2 separate regions of the Mus musculus genome follow, and region 1 is linked to region 2. A link is a contact called in public HiChIP or PLAC-seq data. All regions are on one chromosome and are shown on one strand. The core of a region is the stretch at or near the end of the contact, and the rest is flanking DNA. Distances in the headings are between cores, read along the strand shown. Region 1 has its middle 43 kb from the start of Slc8a1. Region 2 holds the start of Slc8a1 (solute carrier family 8 (sodium/calcium exchanger), member 1).

The links. HiChIP or PLAC-seq counts read pairs in DNA pulled down with a chosen protein or histone mark.
Region 1: a contact with region 2 is called in an H3K27ac HiChIP or PLAC-seq map of cardiomyocytes, with 3 times the contacts expected there. The contact joins the enhancer-like site here to the promoter of Slc8a1 in region 2. A contact is called at or near these places in 3 of 484 Hi-C or Micro-C datasets (the HL-1 cell line, cardiomyocytes and embryonic heart), 2 of 115 datasets of contacts at active chromatin or transcription factors (cardiomyocytes and heart atrium) and 1 of 9 other capture datasets (liver).

The regions. Positions count from the first base shown.
Region 1 is chr17:81,779,269-81,783,035 of GRCm38.p6, reverse strand. No RefSeq gene overlaps it. Among named protein-coding and RNA genes, the nearest start is that of Slc8a1, 43 kb to the right of the region's middle. Within about 2 kb of position 1,270, at least 29 of the 459 cell types and tissues checked have an H3K27ac peak or open chromatin away from gene starts, as enhancers often do. A contact at or near this core is called in cardiomyocytes, embryonic heart and heart atrium, where this site is marked.
Region 2 is chr17:81,737,080-81,740,600 of GRCm38.p6, reverse strand. Slc8a1 (solute carrier family 8 (sodium/calcium exchanger), member 1) reads left to right here and starts at 2,214. Exons shown (of 11, transcript NM_011406.3): 1 at 2,214-2,292.

The sequences.
Region 1 (3,767 bases), core at 21-2,520, 43 kb before region 2:
CACTCACACACAAACACACACACATGCATGCGTGCAGACACCACACACACAGAGACACGAATATGTACACAGATACACACACACACACACACACACACACACACACACACACACATATATATATATATATATATATATATGTATATATATGTATGTATGTATATATATATATATATATATATATATATATATATATCCACACACATGAATATCTACACAGACAAACCACATACATACACACACATGTACACAGACATGTAAATACACACACACACACACACACACACACACATACTTATACAGACATTCCACATATAATAATATCAAAGGAATAAAGGAAAGTAGGTTGAAAAGCATAGAAGATGTGATAAGATGGAGCATATGGAAACAGAAACGGTTAAGGAAACAGAGAAAGAGCAGAGCAGCCACAGTAACTGAGACACAGTAACAAGGATGAACACTGGTTTCTTCCCTGCACTGTGTGACTTGGACCTAGGGCCAGCTCTTGAGTCATCGTTCCTTCTGTTCACTTACCACAGGAAGGATGTGGCATGACGTAGCAGAATAATATGGCATGGTTATGAATACAGTCACCATCCAAAGGAACAGGAGACACAATCCAGGAGCTATTGATAATACGCCCAGAAGTATATACACTAATCTGTGGTCATTGATGTAGTCTTTCATACTTAGATGACCCAAGACAGTTGATGTTACAAGTAAACATATGTCAGCTGACGACCCATTAGATCCACCTTGAGAACTTTTATAGAAACCATAGGACTTTGCTCATTAGAGTCAGACTTATTCGATCTAAAATGGGAAATCAGAAGTCAGAAATGCACTTTTCACTAACCCCTAAATGACTAGAATGTGACTTGGTGTTGTAACTTCCTTAACAAGAGCATCTCACGCCTTGTGCCAGCAACCTTCCAGGCAGTTTAAGTCAGTGTGGCCTGATGCCTGGCATCCTACCTGCTACATGCACTTCTCAGAGAACATCATGGAATCTCTCCCTCACCACTGACATGGGGGTGTTTTTACTGAACAAAATCATCTTTATGAGTACGGGAACAAGATACAAGCTTCCCTGTTCATCTCATACTGCTGTGAGAAACCCCTTGCAATTCTGGAAATGCTGCTTTTGGAGAGGGAAAGAGATTTTCTAAGTCCTTCCACCCTACTTGTTAGACTGCAGTATCCCTAGTTGCCTATCAAAGCTTCCAGCGCGCTCCTGCTTCTTTAATCAAACCACCTTACAGAGTTCTTAAGTGAGTGACAGAGATTCCCAAAGACACGTTCAGGCACTCCTGATAGTAGTCCCAGAATAGAGATGTTGGGAATGAAGTAGTGGAAAGAATTCTGGAGCTCCATTTAGAAACTCAAAGCTTGGAACGTTTCCAAATGGTCTGACCTTGAGAAGGTCGTGTGACTCATGAGTGCCTGCATCTCTACCAAGGTGGGCATATTTAACCTTAGCCATACTTATCAGGGGTAGTGAACATAAGTAGTCACAGTTAGACATTTTACACTTTCAGAGTTTCAACACACATGGATAATTTTGTACTCTTTATTTTTCATATTCCTTTCCTTGAATACCTGATTCTTCAAGAACGAACCCCCAGACCCAGCTCTCTGGGGGCAGAAGAGTTTATGTGGACATTCAAGGAGCCCCAGCATAAGCAGGCTGCTTAGAACATGTAGCTGGAGATAAAGGGAGTGGCACCGACACAGAGAGGAATGAGACAACAGGCAAAACAGATCATGTATGCAAATGTATAGACCCATTGTACTTCCCAGAATACTTCTGCAGGTGGTTAAGAATATGTTTTTCATAAAGATACAAGCTTAAATGGCACTCTCAGTGTTTCTTTATGGGTTGACCAACAGATTTTTGAGTAAAAAAATAAAATAAATAAAACTAGAAATCTATTATAAAAAAAGACTATGCTGAAAAAAAAAAAAAAAACTAAAGTACCACAAAAATGTCCTTTGACGTCCATGTGTCTATGATGGCATGTGAACCTATGCACACTTATATATATTTGTGTGTGTGTGCCTGCACGCGTGCGCGCGCACACACACACACACACACACACACACACACACACACACACACACACACACGGAAGCAAGCAGTAATAGTTTTTAAAGGTCAACTAATTTAAGGGGGACAATATCAGTATTTGATGACTTGATGCTGAAAGCACATGATTCTGACTAGAAAGTGAAGCCACACACAGAAGCAAGGAACAGCATTAGGAAGCCCAATTCGCTCAATGACGTTTGCCTGATTAGCTGCAGAGAAACGAGCAGAAGGCATGACAGAATGATGATGTTGTTAGCATATGACCCTGGCAAGTGATCCTTGGAGTGGGCTCAAGGAGACTTCTCAGGTACAGCTGTACTCTGCTACTAAATGTATCCTCCTGCCTGCTACCTGGTAACTATGGGACAACGGATGAGGTGCAGTGATCCCAAATAGCATTTGCTCTATTTCTCAAGGTAATCGTTCCTCTTTGCATTCCCCTACATCATCAGAAGATTGGGAAGAAAGCCCAGCCAGGCAGAGTGCAGAGCTGCACCAGTCTGGTGAATGTGTGCATGTATGTGGCTTAACCCCCTTCTTATTTGGGGGATCAAATATTGATCTTGGGCTAGGGACTAACCATAGAAGAAAGCACTTTATGATACATATCTGCGATGAAAATGTATCATAATCATATTTATATTTTCACATATAAAATAATAATAATAATAATACAGATGATGAAGAGATGACAGATTGAATTGAAGCAATTTTATCATTTATACTACGCAGACTTTTGAATTTACATTGGCTTATATTTTGTTCAGGTTGGTTTAGACTTGGTTGGTCTCAAACTTGTCATGTAGCTAAAGCTGGGTTTTCACTTCTCCTTTTACTACCCTCCTGCCTCCTCTGCCTACCAAATGCTAGCGTGACAGATGCCAAGCTCAAGGCCAGACTATGACACAAACTCTCTGCTCTAGTCAGAAATTGTAAAACAAATAAAGAATCACGTGAACACTTAAATAAGGAAATGATTTCCAGTGTTGTGCATTCTGTAAGCAAACTTGGGGTAAATGATAAACAAAAATATGATGATACGTAGTGAGATGCCCATTCACTAGGAGACATGAAGACAGGATGTTTTGTCAACTAATATGGAAATCGGTGCATCCTAGAATTATTTTTAAATGTGTGATTGGAGGAAGTATGATATTTTCAGCAAGAATATTTTTTTATCTGACAATATGTATAAAAATAAAAATGCAAAAGGGCTGAGTATATAACTCCTAACGCTAAAGTGGCTCCGAATTAAATCATTAGTGGTATTTGCAGCTTTGATTAAGAAGCCACCTAAAGGTAATATTAACAAATCTAGCATGTTTTTTTTCAGTCAGATTGACACTACTTATGGCACAAGTGTCCTAAATGGTCCTTTAGAAAAACAAGCCTAGAATCTGATGGAACATCTGTTTCCTGTGGCAAAATGAAGGTCAAGGGCTCTGCAATATATGTTACAAGCTACAGCAGATGTTCCCAGAGTAAGTCATATTTCTATTAAAAAACTCCAGAGAGGTTTAGTTAATGAAACCGAGAATCAGAGAACTGCAGAGCCAGGAGAGGTGCTGAGGGATAAGTCATCCTGACATTTGAGGGATGAGGAGCCTGGCAGGCTGATAAGGTGACGTGCTAGGACAGGATCCAGACGTGGTAATCAGTGTCTCTTGGCCAGATCTGT
Region 2 (3,521 bases), core at 965-3,464:
TAGGAAAATGGCTGTTGCCTGGACAGGAGAGGGAGTAGAATGACACGCTATAAACAGTACCACGCAACCAGTCAGAAAGGACCAGTGAGTGCAGTGATGACCAGGACTCCTGTCTGAGTTCATTATCTGGAATGCTGGCTTTAACACTAAGTCTGGTTCCCTCCGGCTCTCTGCAGCTACTCAGCGACAGACAGCAGGAAGAACTGAAGGGTAGTAGGTTAATTCTGGTTTCTACTCCACTTGTGGTCCTGTGTAACATTTGTTCTAAAGTCTATATCTCACTTTGGTATAATTTGAGGCTTCAGGTTTCTTCTCCAAGGAGGAAGGTGGCAGAAAGAGACAAAGCCTGGGCCATTCTATAACAGGTAAATAAAAACTTTCCTGGGAGGCTGCCTCCAGGTCTGTTGAAACCTGATTGGCTGAAGCACGGTTACTTGGTCATCCCGAGATACAGGCACCAACAAAATAAAATGGTTTGCTTAGGTTCTACTTAAGTAGAAAAAAGACAAAGGAAGATTAAGCATTAATAGTACCTATAGCATAAAAATGGCTCCTGAGTTAGGTGGTCACAACCATACCCAGTACTTGGCCACAGGAGGGTTTTTTTTTTTTTAATACCCTGTCTTAATATTTGTTGTAAATTAAAATTATCATTTTAATAGCCTAGATCTGGTTTGTTGTAGAAATAAAAAGTAATTAATTTATATATAAATACATAATAGGATATATATGTGTATACACACACACACATATATTATATATATTATTAAACATCATCATTCCGAACCCGTTGCTTTTCTACAGTGTTGCTTTTTTTACCAGTGAGATTCCTTAAGCTTTCCACCAATGCTTCTTGTCTGTACTTTCTTTTACTACATAGTTTTGTGTTATTAATTCTCTCTTCCTCAGAGTTCTTTTGATGCTCCTTTCTTTTTTATTTGTTTGTTTTGAGATAGGCTCTCCTATCCACAGCCCAGGCTGGCCGTGTAGTTAAGGATGACTTTAAAGTCCTGGGCTTCTTGCCTCCATTTCCCAAGTGCTGGGATTGGATGAAGGCATCCATATACCAGCTTGTCCTTTTTAATTTATAATAGGAATTTCAAAACCAATTCAGATTTAAGAGTATTTTAGTATATGTGCATGTGCATATATCACCCGCAGAAATTACCCTTAGTGAGAAGCAATAAAATTGATTTTTAACTAAAACGAGTGAATCCGGGGATTAGTGCCGCATATTAGAGACATTGAGAGTAAGAGGGATAACTCCACTTTTAAAACAAAACCTGAAAGATGAAAGCCTAAATTACAAATAAGTTAAAAAAACAAACAAACAAAACAAAGAGCCTCAGTCTTCATGCCACTAAGAGGCCCCCTCTCTACTTGTCAGGGCAAGATTTATTCCCTGATTAGGGATTAAATCAGAGTAGTATGCCACAAAAGCCTATCAGTGATAATGAACAAGCTTAACAATTCTTATTCATTTAGGCTTGGGTTCTGTAACAGTAAAAACATTTTCTAAATCCTTTTTTCTCACCCAAGTCTTAGCTTAACACACCTGCCACCTAATAACCTAAAACACCTCCTCTCCTGTCAGAGAGATCTTGACATCTCTGGCCTTCTGCTTTTCCTTTAAGGTGAATCATCGAGAGGGTTAAGAACCATTTCCAGTTAAATAAATGTCTCGAGAATAAACCTAGTAATTAGTAATTCACATGTAGTGCAATAAGGGAGTAGTGTTCATTCAGCTACTATTCATTCACTCATTCATTCATTCATTCATTCATTCATTTAATAAATGTCTCTCAGGTCCCATTAGCATCTTATTACTAAGTCTCTCAGTGTGAAGAGGCTGGTAAGCAGCCAGAATCAAGCAAGCCCACACCCTGCAAACTTTGCGTTTGAATCAGGTAGAAATTGATTGTACGCCAAAATCCGGAGAATACGACTGCCAATCTAAAGCATATTTGTAAGCGTGTGTAGTGGCAGAATTGTGGGTGGGAAACGGGCTGGCTGAAAGGATGTCTATATGTGTATTTTTATCACCCATGTGTCGGATGAGCCTGAGAGCTGCCAGATAGCTTTCTCGACAGCTTGGCGTTAGTGTTGGGAACAGGTCCATGTATGGAAGCGAAAGCCGAAAGGCACAGATAAGCTAAGAGCCAGCTATGCAGCCATGCTTAGAGACACTAAGGACAGGCTCCCCGGGTCCTTTCTTTCTGGTCTATCTGGAGCAGCCTTCAGAGCTGGTCGGTTTCTCATCCAGCCCATGCAGACAGAGACGGCTTGACAGAGGTAGGTGCAAAGCTTTTATGAAACTTACATAAGAGATGATACGCGGCTACTCCCAGCAGAGCCCTTGATGTTTGTAGGGGAGGATGCCAAATTATTTCTGAAAAAAAAATTAGAGAGAGATTGAGATTGAGGTTGAGGCTGATGACTGAGGTATCTGACACCAAGCAGGGGAGTTTAACTGCTGAGGGAAAGTAACAACCCAGACTGGCTGGCAAATTATAACTCTTTTTCCTGGGTCACCCATCATTTGGATTTGTATGAACCTAGTTTTTCCTTAATATTGCCAGCATGTTATAGGATGGGCCACATGAGGCCCTGCTTAACTCTGTGTGCTTTAGGGTAGGGTGGGTGCAATGTTTGAGTTTTCTTGCATGTTCATTGGAAGCTAGCAAATACATTTGTGTCTAGTTCTTCTTGGATGAACAAGGGAAGGTTGGTAAAAGGCATTCTTATTTTTAGCAACTGAAGTCAGTTTTTCAGCTTTTCTCAGCAGCTCGTAGATTGGTCACATCCTGTTTAAAGATTTCGGGTTCCGTTCTCACAAGCATGTCGCATGTGCGTCAAAAATGGCTAGAGCCAGCTATATGTCCTGCATTTTTCTAGGTACTCTTGGCACTTTTTCTTCATTCTTCATTGTAGAGGTACAAAGTCTTAACCGCTGGAAAGAAAGTCCTTCTAAATGTCATCATGGTTTTCTTAGTCACACGTTGACAATAGTGGCTTGCACCAGAATAGGAAAAGCTCCCACTCAGGAATTCAAGGTCAAAGTACGTACATCAAGACAAGGGTAACAACACAAGCTGCTCTATGACTAATTCAGTTTCTGGAAAACCAGTTAACCAGCCAATCATGTTCACTGCATTTTGAAATACCATTCCAGAGAGCTGCCAAACTGTGGTCATTAAACGAAGGAGTTCTGTCAATACTGTGAGCAAAGTATATCTGCCAAACACTCATAAAAGTTTTGAAGGAGATCATAAGGTGTGATTTCCTACAAAATACATGTGTTTTTTTTCTAAGATGAAACCGAAATAATTATTATAAAGGATGATAAAATTTAGGCTCTGGCTTTATCTTGTGAAGCACAATGTGTGTATGAATCAAGTCAGATTTGACCCGACTCCCCACTTTAGGTTTCAGTTGTGTGACATAACATGTTGTTGAGGGAGGGCAGAAATATGTAACACGATTGGCTTTCTCTGGTGACAAATATAACATGGAAAATAATG